6 separate regions of the Mus musculus genome follow, and all the other regions are linked to region 6. Evidence: chromatin contacts called from public HiChIP or PLAC-seq and promoter capture Hi-C data. All regions are on one chromosome and are shown on one strand. The core of a region is the stretch at or near the end of the contact, and the rest is flanking DNA. Distances in the headings are between cores, read along the strand shown.

What was found. Promoter capture Hi-C pulls out the DNA fragments that hold promoters and counts their contacts. HiChIP or PLAC-seq counts read pairs in DNA pulled down with a chosen protein or histone mark.
Region 1: a promoter capture Hi-C map of hippocampal neurons shows a contact between it and region 6, with 5 times the contacts expected there. The contact joins the enhancer-like site here to the promoter of Ube2ql1 in region 6. A contact is called at or near these places in 7 of 39 promoter capture datasets (the C10 cell line, cranial neural crest, embryonic stem cells and 3 more), 24 of 484 Hi-C or Micro-C datasets (the AML12 cell line, the C2C12 cell line, the G1E-ER4 cell line and 13 more), 8 of 115 datasets of contacts at active chromatin or transcription factors (cardiomyocytes, embryonic basal ganglia, embryonic forebrain and 5 more) and 3 of 9 other capture datasets (adipose tissue, embryonic tail and liver).
Region 2: a contact with region 6 is called in an H3K27ac HiChIP or PLAC-seq map of embryonic stem cells, with 6 read pairs. The contact joins the enhancer-like site here to the promoter of Ube2ql1 in region 6. A contact is called at or near these places in 9 of 39 promoter capture datasets (cranial neural crest, embryonic stem cells, liver and 2 more) and 5 of 115 datasets of contacts at active chromatin or transcription factors (embryonic forebrain, embryonic hindbrain, embryonic midbrain and 1 more).
Region 3: a contact with region 6 is called in a promoter capture Hi-C map of neural stem cells. The contact joins the enhancer-like site here to the promoter of Ube2ql1 in region 6. A contact is called at or near these places in 5 of 39 promoter capture datasets (the C10 cell line, hippocampal neurons, liver and 2 more) and 1 of 9 other capture datasets (embryonic stem cells).
Region 4: a contact with region 6 is called in an H3K27ac HiChIP or PLAC-seq map of embryonic fibroblasts, with 7 times the contacts expected there. The contact joins the enhancer-like site here to the promoter of Ube2ql1 in region 6. A contact is called at or near these places in 12 of 39 promoter capture datasets (cranial neural crest, embryonic stem cells, frontonasal cranial neural crest and 6 more), 1 of 484 Hi-C or Micro-C datasets (cortical neurons), 9 of 115 datasets of contacts at active chromatin or transcription factors (VIP interneurons, embryonic basal ganglia, embryonic fibroblasts and 6 more) and 1 of 9 other capture datasets (embryonic stem cells).
Region 5: a promoter capture Hi-C map of trophoblast stem cells shows a contact between it and region 6, with 7 times the contacts expected there. The contact joins the enhancer-like site here to the promoter of Ube2ql1 in region 6. A contact is called at or near these places in 11 of 39 promoter capture datasets (cranial neural crest, embryonic stem cells, frontonasal cranial neural crest and 6 more), 3 of 484 Hi-C or Micro-C datasets (cerebellum, cerebral cortex and embryonic stem cells), 6 of 115 datasets of contacts at active chromatin or transcription factors (embryonic basal ganglia, embryonic forebrain, embryonic hindbrain and 3 more) and 1 of 9 other capture datasets (embryonic stem cells).

What each region holds. Positions count from the first base shown.
Region 1 is chr13:70,158,341-70,161,271 of GRCm38.p6, reverse strand. No RefSeq gene overlaps it. Among named protein-coding and RNA genes, the nearest start is that of 4930520P13Rik, 73 kb to the left of the region's middle. Within about 2 kb of position 1,486, at least 21 of the 459 cell types and tissues checked have an H3K27ac peak or open chromatin away from gene starts, as enhancers often do. A contact at or near this core is called in cortical neurons and hippocampal neurons, where this site is marked.
Region 2 is chr13:70,123,869-70,126,568 of GRCm38.p6, reverse strand. No RefSeq gene overlaps it. Among named protein-coding and RNA genes, the nearest start is that of 1700084F23Rik, 97 kb to the right of the region's middle. Within about 2 kb of position 1,373, at least 8 of the 459 cell types and tissues checked have an H3K27ac peak or open chromatin away from gene starts, as enhancers often do. A contact at or near this core is called in embryonic stem cells, where this site is marked.
Region 3 is chr13:70,043,328-70,046,145 of GRCm38.p6, reverse strand. The region is part of intron 2 of Gm3772 (predicted gene 3772); the gene reads right to left. Among named protein-coding and RNA genes, the nearest start is that of 1700084F23Rik, 16 kb to the right of the region's middle. Within about 2 kb of position 1,520, at least 5 of the 459 cell types and tissues checked have an H3K27ac peak or open chromatin away from gene starts, as enhancers often do. A contact at or near this core is called in neural stem cells, where this site is marked.
Region 4 is chr13:70,211,931-70,214,771 of GRCm38.p6, reverse strand. No RefSeq gene overlaps it. Among named protein-coding and RNA genes, the nearest start is that of 4930520P13Rik, 19 kb to the left of the region's middle. Within about 2 kb of position 1,496, at least 16 of the 459 cell types and tissues checked have an H3K27ac peak or open chromatin away from gene starts, as enhancers often do. A contact at or near this core is called in embryonic fibroblasts and second pharyngeal arch cranial neural crest, where this site is marked.
Region 5 is chr13:70,180,625-70,183,649 of GRCm38.p6, reverse strand. No RefSeq gene overlaps it. Among named protein-coding and RNA genes, the nearest start is that of 4930520P13Rik, 51 kb to the left of the region's middle. Within about 2 kb of position 1,564, at least 1 of the 459 cell types and tissues checked has an H3K27ac peak or open chromatin away from gene starts, as enhancers often do. A contact at or near this core is called in trophoblast stem cells, where this site is marked.
Region 6 is chr13:69,738,546-69,741,498 of GRCm38.p6, reverse strand. It overlaps Ube2ql1 (ubiquitin-conjugating enzyme E2Q family-like 1), which reads left to right and starts at 1,602. Exons shown (of 2, transcript NM_001145162.1): 1 at 1,602-2,941. The coding sequence starts at 2,159.

The sequences.
Region 1 (2,931 bases), core at 237-2,736, 420 kb before region 6:
TTCCGTGAAGCCATTCTGTACAGCTGGCCCCTCCATCCTCCCTATCAGCCTTCCTCTTTCTGCATAGGCTTCTCCAAGTTCTCCCCAACACAGCAGAGGCACACTGGCTTCTTACTGCCCTCTCCGGAGACCTTTGAGTTTTGCCTCCCTAGTGTAGTATCTTTGGTCACAGAACTGACTGTGTGGAGCCCCATGAGAGGCCCCTCTACACCTGGGACAGTCAGGAGACACAAGTATCTGCCTTGGTGCTAGTCTCTTCTGCACGCCATGGCTGGATCTACTCATGAGCCTGTGTGCAAGTTCCATCGGAGAAGAGAGAAGTTCAAACCTACTGTGCATCTGTAGGTAGCAATGTAGGAAGTGTGGCGGAGCTCCATGCCATATCCTTAGGCTCTGCAACCTGTGTCCATAACCACTGGGCAATGCAGCTTCCTCTCAATGAACCCCACCATGGCTCCTACTACAAGCCTTCACAGACTTCAAAGACTTTTAGACACTTCCTAACTGATAGCTCAGGCACTACTCCAACCCTCTGCTTCCCACATACTCTCAGGCCCTGGGGTGTGGTCCTCCAGTCTGTCATCGCACACCAGGGATCTGCACACACTTGCAGCACTTCTGCCTCCCAACCCCCACCCAGAGACATCAAACATCTTAGGTGCAGAAGGAGTGTGTACTGTGTGCCCAAGCCATTTACACCAACACAGGCTTTAGTTCAGCTCCACAGGCAAAGCTGTCTTAGGGTCCTAATTGGGAATTTATGTGGAGGTTGGAAAGTTGACTCAGCAGTTAAGTGACTAATGCTCTTGCAAAGGACTCAAATTCAGTTCCCAACCCCCATATCAGCAACTGCCTGTTACAGGAGACCAGACATTTCCATGGGCACTTATATGAACATTTTCATACACACACACACACACACAGAGAGAGAGAGAGAGAGAGAGAGAGAGAGAGAGAGAGAGATTCACACATGAACATAGACACAGACATACACAGACACACAAACACACACAAAGGCACACACATACAGAGAGACAGACAAACACTCACAAACACTGACACACACACACACACCGACAAATACACAGACAGAAAGACATACACACAGGCACACACAGTCAGACTCATAGAGAAACACACACACAAACACACAAATATAAACAAACAAACAAGCCTTTAAAAGACGACAAGGATCCCTTCTGAGAAGAGGCTGCATCCAGGACCCCTCGCTCTGGCTAAGCAGGTTGTCTGTGTGAAATCTGCTCTTCCAGGGAACCAAACTCTCCCCTTTCTGCAACGGTACCTCTGCTCCCTCCTGTACTTAGCATCCGGGTCAGGGCATTCTGCATTCCAAGGACTGAACTAAAAGCTCACGCAGATTGAAAGAGAGTAAGTAAACTCGATTCCATGGTGGCAGTACAGAGGAAACTGCAGCATCAAGAATGGCAGCAGTCATGGGCGTGGGGGTGTGCAGAGCCCGTGACTACAGCCTGGAGCCTCCTTTTATGGGATTCAACAGAAGGAGTTTGCTTGCCAAGGGGAGCAGCTTGGGTGGTTCTGTTATGACAGAGTAAGTTAAGCTACTGCAGATGCTACTTCCCATAATGCACCTGATTGTAATCATATATATGCCCAACTATGCATAGGCTTAAGATGGTAAATAGGGTGTTTTTCCCCAAAAAATTACCTCAAAAGACATAATTTGCCTTATTGTTCATGCACTCAGAGCTAGTTTAGGCCAGATTGGCCTCCCTACTCTCCTAGAGAGCTGGGGTAGGACTTGTTAAAGTTTGGTAGCCATTAAGAGGAGAAATGTACTCCATGGTTTGGAGTGGGCTGTGAGTCTAAGGTTGCTTGCTAACAGGTTGCTAGGCGCATTGTAACAGAGCAGTGTGTGTAGCTCTGCACATGGAGGTCCTCGCTGTAAAGTACATCCTTGGACATAGCCCAAGCCAAATAACTTCCGGCTGCTAAGATGTTTCCTAGGGTTGCCTGCTTGTGTAGGAAAGAAAGACACCCACTTCCTTCCTGCTATGACATTCCCCAGAGCCTGATATGTAGAGTCATGGGCTACTTGAGTGAGGAACCTCAGGAGCAGGGCCAGTGCTCACCTTTGTGCTGAGACAATGCCACACTTTTTCTCATGGAGAAAAGTGTGTCTCTCAAAGCTCATCTATATTCAAGAATCTGACCTCATTTAAAAGGAAATGAGGTGTCTATCCTGGCCAGAGAGAGAGAGAGAGAGAGAGAGAGAGAGAGAGAGAGAGAGAGAGAGAGAGAGAGACTGATCCATAGTTCTTTTTGTGAGTTATAATGAAGACACACAAGCCAGAGGTGATGCTGATGTAAAGTTCTAGTAGGTGTCATGTGTGCCTACTGTATCATGCCCCTCAAAAGATGCTCTATCACCCACTCAACACATGGCAAACCCTGTGCTAAGGCAAAACTGCACACACTGCCCCCCAGCTTGAAACATCAACAGCTGCCAAACATTCCCTAGCCAAGGCCTCTCTAGGACACCCATCAGCTTCCAAGGTACCCTTTGTCTTCATTATATTCTTAGATGCCCAAATGATTTAATGGAAGAAAATGCAATTATTTTTTTGGTGTGTCAAGGGCCCTTAGCCTTGCTTGTCTATTTACATCGTTTTAGACGAAATGACCTACTTTTCAGTGCTAATGGTTTGTGTCATGGAAAGGACAAATTTGAGTACCCTCATTCACAAATAATGTGGTTTTGTTCCAGTTGAGAGATTAACTCCTAATTCTGTTACATGTTAAACAGGAATTGTAGTGAAAATAGCAAAAGGCTATGGTGAGACCTGCTGGCTAGTAAGTGCAAGCAGGATGATAGAAGAAACAAGTCATTGTCCTAAAATAAAATGTCCCACTCATGACAGCATTATCAGCTTCTCTTTGAGATGGAGAAAC
Region 2 (2,700 bases), core at 124-2,623, 390 kb before region 6:
GAGGTTATTCCAAACAATCTTGGAATCAACTTTTTATACCCCTATCAGTAACTGAAGACAGTGGTGATCTCCAGGGTCAACACAATGGTAGTTTCCAGGATTCAATGATGTGTGCAAGCTATACAAGGAGATTACTGTCTAAGACCAACTGTCCTGTCAAGTTTCTATATGCTTCGCTGACTTCTAGGGAACACAGAGAAACACAAGGCAGCCTGAATACTTCACTGCCTGAGGGAGTGCTTTTGCTTAGCAGGAACTGAAATTATACACAGTACCCCAGCAGCCATGAACCCTAACCTGAAAAAAAATCAACGATACATGCCTCTCAAGGCAGCTAGACCAGGCCAACTCCGTGATTTCTCAGAGTAGGAGGCTATTTGGAATAGAGGTGCCATGCTAGGGAAGACAGCAGGGAAGGCCATAGTTTTAACTCTGCTCTTGCCAAGGCAGCTGGGGAATGTTTTCAAGAACATTTCTATTTCCACACAATGGCTTTAGAATTAACTGAGGTAGAATCAACAAGGCATAGGGCCTTGCTTTGGAATAATTTATTATTATCTGCATTTGTTGCTGTTTTAGCACATTTTCTAACTTTACATTTCAGCTACCAGAAGAATTCAGTAATTTAGTTTGCTTCTGGTGACTCCCACGTGCACTGACACACATACAAATGATGCGATGATGATGGTGGTGGTGGTGATGATGCTGATGATGCAGACACTGGGGTTCTAAGAGTGCATGTGATTCTCTGTAGCTCCGTGAATCTGCAGTGCCCCTTAGCATGTCATTCTTGTGATTGGCACTTGGCATTTTCAGTGAGTAACCATGGAACTAGGATGCCATAAGGTGGCAAATAGCATGATGAAACATGTCCTCTGACTGGAAAGTTGGTTTGCTCATCTGTCATACAAGCCAGGCTGCACCTCCAATACTCCACCAACTCCTTCACTCCTCCTGTGATGTCAGAATAGCCTTTGAAGGTCAGCTGAGGAGAGCCCATAACTGCCAATGAAGCAGAAAAATGGGTGTGTGAGAGAGCCCAAAACAAAACATCCCACAGAAAGACCACAGTGACTCTGTGGCCTCCTGTGGGAAGAAGCGTCATTGTTAACCAACTCTTGCCCCAGACTCGTCCCTCTAATTTGTACTGCCTGGGTTTCTGATGATCCATCCACACTTTAATCAGCCCAGAAAAGCACCAGCTGTGCCCCCCAACCCCAGGCCCTGGGAGTCCTGTAGAGGATGCCTCTCCTCTATTGCATTTGCTTCTCGACTGCCCCAATGCCAGCTGCTCAAGTCTGCTGCTGAACTCTTAGCTGTTTAATGTTTTTCCTGGGACTTCACTCGAGGCATCTGAGTCACAGTTACTTAGTCCTCAAATCACCAGCAGCGTCTCCTGACAACTAATTCTCCATTAGGAAGCAGGAAGCTCCCTGCAGTGTTCCTCTCTATGGAGTCAAGCCTGGCTCTGAATCTACGCTGCTTTGACCTTGGAAATCCTTAAGTACCACTTATCTATCCTCAAAGGAAAAACAGATGGACGTTTATAGCTGGACAAAGGATCCTTTCTCCCGTGAATGGCAAGAATCTGCCCCTCCTCCAATGGGGTTCTATGTCAAACCTAAGGTTAACTTGCCCTTGCAAACTAACTGTTTGGATCTGGTTGTGTCTTAAGCAGCACCAAGAAGCCCAGGTAACCGCATAGGGGCTTGTGGGTGGCACAGGATTCTGTCTGCCTTTCACTGATACCTGTTTACATAGTAAATCCCAAACTCTGCCATACAGCTATGTCTAATACTGTACAGACTGGGTAGAGAGAGTAAAGACAATATTTGATTCACTGGTCTGCCAAAACCCATCAACATTAAATGATGTTTGAGGATTGTTCTGACCAAGAAATAGAAATAGATTGGATCTAAAGCAAAGAGGTATGAAGATTTCAGGATAACAATTAAATAGGCAGTAACACAAACTAACTGCTCAAGTTCAGACTAACAAACAAGAGGGTTTGAGGTCACCTTCCTGTAGCTATACAGAGTTACTGTGCGTACACCCAGGTGTGTGTCCCATATGTAAATTAACTATAGTCTGCAACCTCTCCCTATAGAGGCCAGTGGATAAATTATACTTTGAGATGCCTTTTAAACTGTAAATTATTAGTTGGTTTGTTATTTAAGTGATAGGACTGTTGCTGGATCCTGTGAATGCACATGAAGGAATCTGGAAACATTCTACGTTTTCAGCAATTGTTAGCAACTTCTCTGTTAAGTTCCTAGACTAAGCTTAACAACCACAAATTAAAAATTAGCCAATAATGCCCCAAATATCAGCACATTACAGAGAAGTTAAGCTTTCATAGATGTGGTTTCTTTTTCTTAAAACAGAAATCTCTCTCTCCCTCCTCCTCTCTGTTCCCTATCACCACCACTCTGTGTGTGTGTGTGTTTCAGCAGAAGTGAAGAAGATTCTAAATTGTCCTGTGGCATCACAGAATCTCAATCTAAATGCAGCAGAAGCAAGGGAGAGAGAGCAGCTACCTGCCTTACACACACACACACACACACACACACACACACACACACACGGACACACACACGGACACACACACGGACACACACACACATGGACACATGCACTCCGCCGACCTGTGCTGAGAGTTTCCCTCCTCCTGTATGTCATTTCTAACTTTCTACTTCCTGT
Region 3 (2,818 bases), core at 271-2,770, 300 kb before region 6:
CAACTCCTCTCCAACCTCAGTAGCTGGGATGAAGGAACTAAATCTTGGAGATGACTAAACACACAGCACAGCTTCTTCCAACTCAGCTCTGCGCTGTCCTCAGCCACTGAGACTTGAAAGTAGAAGCTAAATCAGGTGTGTGTTATATGACATTATTCCTAGAAAGACATGATGAAATATTTATTTATCCCATACTAATAACAGACTAAAGTAACAATATCATTGAAGTCCAACTTGGGGAACCAATGAATTTTATTGAGGTTATCATAGTAATATGGATAAAGGGTTATTTATAGGAGCAGAAATGACTCAAAAAGAGCTGATTCACCAAAGCCTACCAACCCCAGCATGGGTGATGGCTACAAATTTGTAGAAATCTGGAGTCCACTGAACAATTTGCTGGCAGCTCAACAGGCTAGAAAGTAAGTAACACAAAGATATGTTTACTTATTAAGATAAGTCAGCTGGTGTCTGCCTCATCCTGCTATTGCTACTGAATGGAGAGAGTCTCTCAGCATATCTTATCGGTTATATAAGCTTAAGGAGGGAGGAACCTAGTGAATCTAGTCAGTTTCAGGGATTTCCTGAAGTTTTTGTCCTGTGTGCTTCCTGAGTTTTAATGACCTTTTCTTCAAGGTAGAAGGTTGTAGTCTCTGAGGAAACTGCTATACAACAATGAGTTTGAAGCACATATATCCCTTTCAGCTTTATACTGGACTCCTCTGGGCAAATTCCCCTGACCATCTTGGTAGTAGCCTACTAAGAAACATTGTTAAAGTTACATTCACTCAGTACCCATCAAGATCTGGACACCATGCTGGGCTTCACAGGCTCAGGAGGAAAAAAGACTGAATCACTGTCTTTTTTGAAATGGAAAAACAACCTAATACTCATTGTTTCCTGAGTTAGATGCTTGCAAGCCAAAGATGTCTTATATTGCACTGTTTCCAAAAATAATACAGTCCCTCCTTCAGTAACTCTCAACTGTACAATTCAATAGAGGAATTCAGTTGGGAGGAGTTTGTCCAAAGCCATTCTTTCTAGATGTAATGACTGCACTTTGTGAAGACTCTGTCTACCTGAATCCCGCTGGACACACAGCGAGCAAGGAACATTTGGCCAGGTGATACCAAAGTCTCTGGCCAATGTTGTCTGCATGTGGGCAGTTTCTCCTTAGTCCTATACTGTTTCATTCTTTAAAAGTAGACACCCTTCACATTCTAGTCAGTCCTTCCTCTCTAACCCAGCAGTGAGAATTCTCTGTGTATTTCCATTTACATGCCTTATTTTCAGCAAGATTAACAGCTGCCCAGGGATAGCAGCTTAAGATCCAACACACAGCAGGAATTAAATAAGTGCTGCCTCAAATGAAATGTATTGAAGTTAAAGATGGTAACATTGTGTTTTCCAACTAGGTTCACACTCACTAAGCCACAGTGTGAACAGCAAGTCCAGGGACAAAGAAGAGTAAGCAGGTCACAAGTAATGCTTGGTGGTGACATCACATAGCAATTTCCTGCTCCTGTTAATGTTCTAGGCGACTCATTCACTTTTGTCTTCCTGCATGCTTGACTGGAGGGAACATAGCCTGGGAGACCTGATAGAGACTCTTAGTCATCCCCTGAGATTAGACAAGTCCCCTCCAGAGTCACACATTGGAAATTAACATTCCTGCTGGAGTAACTTTCACTGTGGGGAGCATTTGCAAGAGAGAAGTCAGTCTAATAGCTGGGTGGTGTGCATAGTAACTACTAGAAACAAATGGAACAGGGTGGGTAGGAGGCAAGGGGACACAACCACAGACTACAAATCCTGTGTCAGACACGGGATCAGAAAACCTTAGCTGGGAATGACAAAGTCGGGAAGACCTGAAGACAGAAATGTTTGTACACAGAGAACTGTTGCTACTCTGTGGGTGAAGAGATGAATTAAAAGTGGCATGGGGGCCTGAGAAGTCAAAACTCAGAATGCCCAGGAGAAACAGAGGAATCCAGCTCCAACGGGCAATGGATGGCATTTCCTCTTACAGCTAGAAGTGGAAGTGGGAAACTTCCTTACCTGCCTTACAACCACTTCCGAGATTCTCATCTTGCTCTCAGTGCACAAATCTTCACCTTCCTAGTTCTAATCCGTGCCTTTCCCTTTTCTATCCTGAATTCTAAGTGAGCAAGCACTTAATGACATCCAACACACCTGAAAGATTAGAGTGGCACTTACCTCAGCAGACGTGGGCCAGGGAAAAGGATGGTAAAAAATGAGTCTGGGGTGCCACTGAGCTATGTGCCAAACACCTGTTGCAAAGTCTTGGAAGCATCAGAGTGTGCCCTCACTGACTAGAAGTTGTGTGAATCTGCTCATGGGGACAAGAAACAGGAGGAACTTCACATGGGAAGTTCCCTCCACTGCATGCAGGTGCAGGGGAATGTTAAGAATTTTGCCATTTCAATATAGGACCCTTGGGACATATAGACTCTAGAAGACTAAAGGATGGGGCCCTTCCTTTAGTTTGAGGTCCAGGAAGCCTGGCTTCCACCATGTCTGAAACTAATACAATTGTACTTAAATAATAAAATCATGAGGATAAATATACATATGAAAGATGAAAGTAAAATAATAGGATTGGGTTTTTAAATGTGAGTATAAAAGACTAAATTCTCACTCCCTCCCCTACCTCTGTGTGTGTGTGTGTGTGTGTGTGTGTGTGTGTGTGTGTGTGTGTGTGTGTGTGTATGTGTGTAAACAAATATACATTATATAAGTTGCAGAAATGCTGTGGTAAATGGGCTTTTGTGAATTAGAGTTGCTTTGTGTACAGAAG
Region 4 (2,841 bases), core at 247-2,746, 470 kb before region 6:
GCCTAAATAAGCCATTCTGGGCCTGGAAAGTCATCTTGTTTGCCAATTTGAGCAGCCATTGGGCTGTCCCAGGGATCAACAAACTGCATTCTTACACAAAGCATTACCAGCACATACTGGCAGGCTTCGGTGAAATGAGCTACGAGTGAGCCCCATTCCATCCATCAAGCCCATAAACTATAGCAAAGTAGGGCGGAGTGGAGCCTTGGATCAAGCAAACCAACACTGTTTTTATTGTAGTCATGTGTGCTGCCAGACAATCCCCTGGCCTGAGAACTTACACATCAGCAGCTCACGTTATCTGCCCCTAGCACACGCCCTTCCTCCATGTCTCTCTCGTGAAGCACCTGCTGAGCAGTGTGTGACTTACACATGGACAGCCTTGCATACACTCAGGTAGACTCCATGAACCACACTGGATTGTGATGAGTTGACTGTTCTCATTTTCAGGGTAGCATGGCTCCATTCAAGCTTAGGAATCGTGTTCAGGTATCATCCAGGCTGTAAAAGCCTCATGCATTGGGTCTCAGGCCCCTCGTCTGCAAATGATTTACCTTTGATGTGAACAGGCTGTTTCCACCCAGCACAGTCCCTTTGAAGGTGAGTGCTGCCTGGTAGAAATCAACGTCCCTTCTTTGTTCGGACAGAAGGCATGTGAACTAGAAATTACAGGGGGAAGATAATTTGAGACTAACCATGCTGAGGTTGCTTGCCTGTTTCCTTTCCACACTGGTAGGCAGGAAATAAGCTGGACCATCAGTCTGGGTAGCTCAGAGATGGGGGATCACAGGCACTTCTTACAAAGTAGTTTGGAAATTCAACAAAGCAGTTCTTTTCTTGTTTGCTCTGAAGACCAGGGAGTCCGAAAAGCCCAGGTTGGCTCTGAGCTCCTGATCCCTCCTGCCTTGCCCACATGCTGGAATCACAGCATGAGTCACCATGCCTGTGCTGAATAAGCAATACCCTTTTTCTCTTAAGATCCTGGTTATTGAACTCTGGGCCTCATGCATGCTTGTCAGGCACTCTACCTGACCTATTATCGCTATCCCTTCAAAACAAGTCCAGAAGTGTTGCAGGTCAAAGTCTATCTAATTAAGTTTCACATGAGTGAATACATTGTCCAGTACATCAAGTAATATCCTAGCCAGGAAGACCAACCAACTTTAGAAAAGACTGTTGAGAATTAATTAGTCCAGTCTATGCCTTTAGAGTGTGAGGAGAGGAGATGGTCAGTGTTTGCACTGACTGTACATATGTGTAGTGGTGGCAGTGGGGGTATACAGGTGAGAAGGGAGTTAGATGTGAGTTTAGTGTGAGATAGTCAGCAGTGTGTGTAACAGAAAGAAGAGGGGTGAGAGGAGAGATATCCATCTTCCAGTGGCTGTGCCAGCATCTGTGATGGCAAGCAAGCCTCAACCACTGTCTCAACAAAGTCAGGTGGGTAGTCTGCTCATTGCTCTTCTTCTACAGAGCAGCACACAGCTAGCTTGAGGTGTGCTTGGACAGATCAGGGAAGAAAAAAATTAGACTCAGTGACTCAGAAATGACTCACATGGTCTGCCCTGTAAAATATTCCAAGCAACGTTCTCATGGCTCCATATTGCATCATCTAAACACTCTTGAATTGAATTGTCCCAACAAAGCTCCCAGAAATTATACAAGTGAAGAGAGATGACAACACCAAGATTTGGTTTATTTTTTTGTGTGTGTGTACCCAGAATAAATATACGGTGAATTCGTAAATAAATAACCATTTGGTGACCCATTGAGTGAGTGCATGACTCTGTGAATCATTAAAAGACTATTAACACATAGCTAAGCTGCCCCCAATAGCTCTCTTTCTATTTCTTTTTACATTAGAAAAATTGATCAATTTTATTCAACCAATGACCTTCATTTTTACTAGCCTAATACTGATCTAGTCATTCTTTCCATTCTGAACCTGCCTTGCATGTCTCAACCTAATTTCTACAAGCCAATAGAAACCAAGAGAGGAAATGTGATGTCCCAGTATTTAGGAGTAAGTGACTGGTGCATGGGGGTGGGTGTGCCCCCACGGTATGTGCAGACACAAAAGTCAGGTGCTCCAAGGAGATCCAACCAATGGAGCACCAGCATAGGGGCACACAATCTGCAAACATAAACCAAACAAGTAGACAAAAATAGATTGCAGGTACAGTGGAAAGTGGGATGAAAAATGAGACAGAATCATGGGGGACATGGCTTAGTGGTGCGTGTGGGAGAGGTGGGGCTTAGTGGTATAGGAAGCGGCGTGGCTTAGTGGCATGGGAGTTGGGGAGGTGTAGCTTAGCAGTAAGTCACTTGCCACACCACTGTAAGGTGAGGACTGTTGGAATTCAAGTTCTCAAAGGCCACATAAATTCTGATTGCATGTGGCAGTACAACTGTAATCCTAACACAATGGGAGAGAAATTTGGGGATCCTTAGAGAGCAAGCTGCCTAGGCAGACTTGCTGAATTGGTGAGCTCTGGGTTCAAGAGAGAAATCACAAGTCAGTGTGGAAGGTGGAGAGTGGTTGAGGACTACTAAAATCAACCTCAGTCCTCCATACCCACCCGAGTACACACTCATGCACACCCACACATGTATGAAAATACACACTTACACAAAAGAATGGTAGAGAGGTGTGTACAAGATAACCCAAGGAGTATTGATTGAAAGTAAGAGAAGGTAAGAAGGTAGGAAGGAAATACACGTCCACTCTAGACAAATAAACACTGTTGTCAGTATTCCACTCTAGAAGCTGTCAGTCCTGGGATGTCTAAGGCATCTTGTCTAGGTTTATGTAGGAGGGTGTGTGGTTCCAGTTGAAGAGCCCTA
Region 5 (3,025 bases), core at 315-2,814, 440 kb before region 6:
GCAGTAGAGGCCCAGTCCATAAGGTTCCAGGAAAAAAATAGGACTGTATTAAGCACTAGGCTAAAGGTCATAAATCATTTTGGGAAAAAAAAAATCTGCCTAACTTATCCTGATATTCCGAGCCCTTGAGTGAGTGAAGCTGAACTGAAATGTAATAGAATAGTTGATTTGGCAGAGAACGTTTCAGAACATGGTAGTGCCCCAGTACTGCTCACTGCTTACATAGTTTTATGGTAAGAGAGCAGAGATGCAGCAGGAAATATGAAAACATGCAATCTGATGAGAAAATGAATATGTTTAAAATTGATACAAGGTGTGTAATGAGACAGTGGCTGTAATTGTTAAAGGTTATCACAATTAAAAAGAAACCATGTGGTCTGTTCTAGAACAATAGGAAAGGTACCCAGAGGATAAGAGTCTTCCCAGGGGAGGTTCCAACTTGAGAAAATTTAATTCATTAAAAGGAAGAATACTGAATTGAGTATGCATTGGAGGTTTTTCTATTTGAAGTAAATGCTTAGGAAAGTATTTTTCCAGATTTTGCCACCAAGACATGCAGAGATCCCTGTGGCTGTGACAGAATAGGAGAAGATACAAGTTGAGCTGACAACAGAACTGGGCAGTGTTAACCCCAGGGCTGGTACTGGTTTTGCAGGTTTGAGAAATGAAAGTGTGAGGAATTATGGTGGTTTATACCAAGGTCCTCAAAAGCTACGAAGATCAAAATATGCATGTCATAGTTGGTCTCTTGGACAGGAAGTTCAGAGACACCATTGTATGAAGCTAGAAAGATGGTGCAGCAAAGGCCCCAAACCTTTGGTATGTCTGCCAAAGAATGCTGTAGACATGGGGTGAAACTGCCTCAAGAGAGGCTATTTTAGCTGCTAGTAAAAGACCAAAATCCAAAGTTGGAGGCCAGCAAAGGCTGCTGGGACTTGAATGACTTAATCAGTAGCTTCAAAGCTATAGAATTTGGTGGTTTTCTGCTGATCTTTGGTATGGTCATCCCTTCCACAGCTTCCACTCCCTTCCTTAGAAATCAGAAGATTTATTCTGTGCCATTGTATGTTAGGATTGTGTGACTTTTTTAATAAAGGCTCACAGCTGAGAGAGTCATGAGTCTCAGAAGATATTTTTGATATTGGATTTTTAGACAACACATGGACAAACACACATACACACACACACACACACACACACACACACACACACAGTGGGGAGAAAGAAAGGAAAAATATAGAGTTTGTTTTGTGTTGACCAACTATTCCTGGGCAGGAGGCTTGCCCTGGATTGTGGTTAAAGTACCCTGTGAAACTCCACTAGTAAAAGGAATGTTCCCTATGCCATTGTGTGTCAATTGTAGACAGCTCTTTGGTTAAAGATGGGATTTTGTGTCCACTCTTCCTTTCCTGAGTTAGACTTTTGTCTGGTTTGAACCCGTACAGGCTTTGTGTACATTGCCACAGTCTTCATGAGTTTGCAAGGGTATTGTTCCTTGGAAACATCTATAACCTCTGGCTTTTACAATCTTTCTGCCTCCTTTGCTATGTAGATTCTTAAGCCTTGAGCAAAAAGTTTGATGAGTGCCTTAGGACTGAGTACTCTAACATTTCTCACTCTTTACTCACTGTCCAGTCATAAATACCTTGAGTTAATTCCAATCTTCTGCAAGAGGAAGTTTTTCAGATGAGGGTTAAGCAAGGTAGTGATCTATGGGTATAGCAAAATGTCATCAGGAGTATTGCTATGTTCGCCTAACAGAACCATGGTATTAGGATTTCCCCTAGGCCCATGACCTATCTGGTCTCAGGTTATTGACCCCTTTAGCAATGTCAGGCACAGGATGGGCCTTAAGTCCAATCAAAAGGCATTTGCTTACTTTCATATCATATGGACCATTGTTGCACCAGAATATCTTACAGGCAAGAGAATGCAGTAGGTCACAGGGATTGTAGCTAGGGGACATTGATGATTCCTCCTTCAGTAGTATGCAGTGAACCTTCCAGTGCTATGAATGCTTCTCAGTAGAGTGAAGCTTATAGTTAGGTACCAGCCCCACTTTTCCATCCGTATTCAATGGTATAAATTATGCCATCAGCATCAGGGCCTTAGCATCAGGTTATAAGGAACAACCACTAGCTTTGACAACAGCCTGTGGTATTTGGGGGTTTGCATTGGACCCTTTGACCAATGACTTAACTAGATGTAATCCTTTCCTAGCACTAGAAGTTTTCTCTGATGGCATAGTGTCTAGTTGGGGTATTGCCTCCCCTACTATGTGGTGAGTCCATCTAGATTCCTTTCATATAGCATATATTTGAGGAGGCTTCTACAGTAGTAGATTTCCATATGTTTCTCCCATGGCCTTTACTGTTAGTTGTCCCTCCTCGTGTGTTCTCCTTTACTCTCCTCTCCCATCTGCCTTTCTGTTTAATTTTCCTAGTCTTAGTTTCCCCTTCATCTCCTCGTAATATAATATTGTATTTTCCCTTCCTTGAGAAACACTTTACTCTCTCCTGGTCCCTTACTAGGTATCTAACATCTCCAGTTATTCTAATTATAGCATAGATACTGAAAGCTTAAAAGTTACCATACAGATGTAAGAGAAAACATAATATCTGTCCTTTCCGGCCTGGGTTATTTCACGCAAGATGATTTTGTTAGCTCCATATACTTACCTATAAACTTTATCATTTCATTTTTTCTTAGCATATGAATAATATCCCACATGTAAATGCACCACATTTTTGTTATTTATTTATCAGTTGATGGGCATCTGGAATATTTCCAGTTTCTAGCTATTAGCAACAGAGCAGCAATGAATGTCGATGAGCTAATGTCTCTGCAGTAGGTTGAAGAGTCCTTTGGGTATATACCAAGAGGGGTACAGCTGCATCTTGAGGTAGATTGATTCTCAACTTTGTAAGAAATTATCCCAGTGATTTTCATGGTGGCCATCTCAGTTGGCACACCAGAAATGAATAAGCATTTCCTTTACCCCACACCCTTGCTTGTTGATCTTGGC
Region 6 (2,953 bases), core at 353-2,852:
AAGGAGAAGGCAGGAAGAAGAGGAGGAGAAAGAAGAGGAGGAGGATGAAGAAGAAAATGATGATGATGATGGTAAGGAGGAGGAGGAAGAGGAAGAGAAGGAAGAAGAGGAGGAGAAGGCTACCGTGGAATGCAGTGTTAAACAAAGCAATCAGGAGCCCAGGACAAACAGACCTTGATTCAGCTTCCCTCAGATTCCACCAAATAGTCTGTGTTGTTCTTAGTCCAAATCACCCTGTGGGTCCTGTTGAAAGTCAAAGGATTGACAGGCTCTCTGGAGAACCACCCTCTCCCAGGTGCAATGTTGGGTGGGTGTGAACCTTCTACTCCTCATCTACACCAGCTAGCCTGGCTCCCCCATTACACATCTATCCCCAAATCTGAATCTCCAAACCCAGGTCTGTGTCTTCACAGCGACATCACCAGTTATTTTCCACAGTGAAAACTCAAAATTTGGTAAAAGATGTGAGGGGCAGAAAGGCAAGGGGCTGTCATCTAGAAGGAACGCCTGTCCTGAAGAGCTGAGCTGCTTCCCCTCCCCTCTCTTCCCCCCATCCACACACCAGCAGAGGCAGTAGGCTCTGACGCCAGTTAGGATGGCAGCGGGATAATATTCGTTGTTCTTGAGGGATTGGTTTCGCCTACGCCATTGGGCCACACGCTGCACACCGGAACCGTCACAGTTCGAGCTAATCTGAAATAGATTTTAGTTGGAATTTTCACCAGATTTTTAAGTGAGTTTCCACAGGCTGAAGGAAGAAGGAAAGGCAGGGTGGACTGTGAATCTGCAGGCGGAAGGCGGATCTCTCCCTCATTTGAGTATTGTGGAGGTCCCTCACTCAGGAGAGCAGCCCTGGGGGGCGGGGAGGGGGTGGCCAACGGGGGTTGCTGCTCGGAAAGTCCTTTCCCGCTCTTAGCACCGGTCAGCGCCAGAGAAGGCGTCTGGTGTTATTCTCCGCTGCATTTTGGAAAGCAGCCACCACGCACAGCCTGGCCATGGAAAGCCGAAACGCTGCGGCCAGCAGGCAGGGGATGGGGTGGAAGGAGCAAACCAGTGAGGGCTGAGTGGATTGGCTAAAGGTTTGCTTTTAGTCGTGACTTTGAACGGGCTGTTCTTTAAGTTTGCAGTAGATCTACCCTTTCATCCCGCTTTCCGCCCTGACTTTAAAGTCCTTACGTGTTCCTTCTGTCATTCTAGGCTCCCACCGCCCAGAAGTGTTGCGTAGAAACATTGGGCTCATACCTCTGGTTAGAAGGATTAATAAAGAGGTTGATTTCCACCTTTTCCCTCTGGTTGTCCTAAGGAGGTTAAATGGGATATAAGGCCCGGACCTCAAACACAGCATTCAGGTTTTAGGGTCCCAAAGAATGCAGTGATTCTGAGAGACCCTATTAGCACGCTCAGGCCAGCCCTCCCCTGGCTCCCCAGCGCACGCAGCTAGCACGCAGCCAGGAGAAAATGGTGCGGGCGCGTACCGCTGTCTCCCCCCAGCGGCCGTGCGTGTGTCGCCGCAGGAACCTGGCGGCGGGGGTGGCTCGGTGCAGTCAAGCCCGCGGCTCCGCCCCGCGCTCCCCCTCCCGGCCGGCAGTGCCGCCCCCTCCGCGCCGGGCTCGGCTCAGACGGAGCAGCCGCCTCTGCAATGTCAGCAGCCGCAGCGGCGGCGGCAACGAGAGCGGCAGTGGCCCGGGCCCCGCGGTAGCCGCCAGCGCAGCACGGCCCGGCAGGCGCACAGCGCGACTCCACGGCCACCTCGCTGTCTCCGGGGCACCGCGGGCGGTTGTGCGCGCCGCGGTGCAGCTCTTAGACTCGGGACCAGCGGGTCTGCGGCCGCGCACAAAGGACCACGGACACCCGGCGTCCGGGGACTGCGCCCAGGGACCGGCCAGGAACAGCAGCTGAGCCGCGTCTCCACGCCTCCCCTCCCTGGGCTACCGGAGCCCTTGCCCGAGAAGACCCGTCATATGACAGCGGCGACAAGGCGGCCAGCGAGCGCTGGTACTGCCCGCTCCGCTGCGCCACGGCCGCCGGCTCCTAAGGTGGCCCTCGCCGCGCCCCACTAAGCGGTCGTCTGCCTCCCCCCCACAAGCCCCGTGCGTCCCAGCTATCCGGCTCGGGGAACAGGAGCCCCGGCAAGCCCCTCGCCAGAGCCGAGCCTAAGATGGCCACGCTGCTCCGTAAAATCGGGCTCATTCGCCTGCACAACCGGGACACCGAGGACCCCAAGCACCACCACAACCACCGTGGCGGAGGCGGCGGCCAGCAGAGCGCATCGCTGCGCGGCAAAGGTGGTGGTAAGAGCAGCGGCCACAAGCAGCAGCAGCAACAGCAGCACCCCGGGGGCTCAGGCGACGCCAGCCCGGGGCCCGGCAAGGGCAAGAGTAAGCGCGCGGCGGAACTGGCCGCGCGCGACAAGCAGCCGCAGCCAGCCGCGGGGGCGGCGGGGGCGGCGGGCGCCGGGGGCCCCCGGGAGCGGGCGGCGGGCGCCAGGGCGGGGCCGGGCCCCGCGGTGGCCGCGGCGGCGGCGGGCGGCAGCCTAGTGCCCGCGGCGCGCCAGCAGCACTGCACACAGGTGCGCAGCCGGCGGCTCATGAAGGAGCTCCAGGACATCGCGCGCCTCAGCGACCGCTTCATCTCGGTGGAGCTGGTAAACGAGAACCTCTTCGACTGGAACGTGAAGCTGCACCAGGTGGACAAGGACTCGGTGCTGTGGCAGGACATGAAGGAGACCAACACAGAGTTCATCCTGCTCAACCTCACCTTCCCCGATAACTTCCCCTTCTCGCCGCCCTTCATGCGGGTGCTCAGCCCGCGACTGGAGAACGGCTACGTGCTGGACGGAGGCGCCATCTGCATGGAGCTGCTCACGCCGCGCGGCTGGTCCAGCGCCTACACGGTGGAGGCCGTCATGCGCCAGTTTGCTGCCAGCCTGGTCAAGGGCCAGGTAAGACGGCCA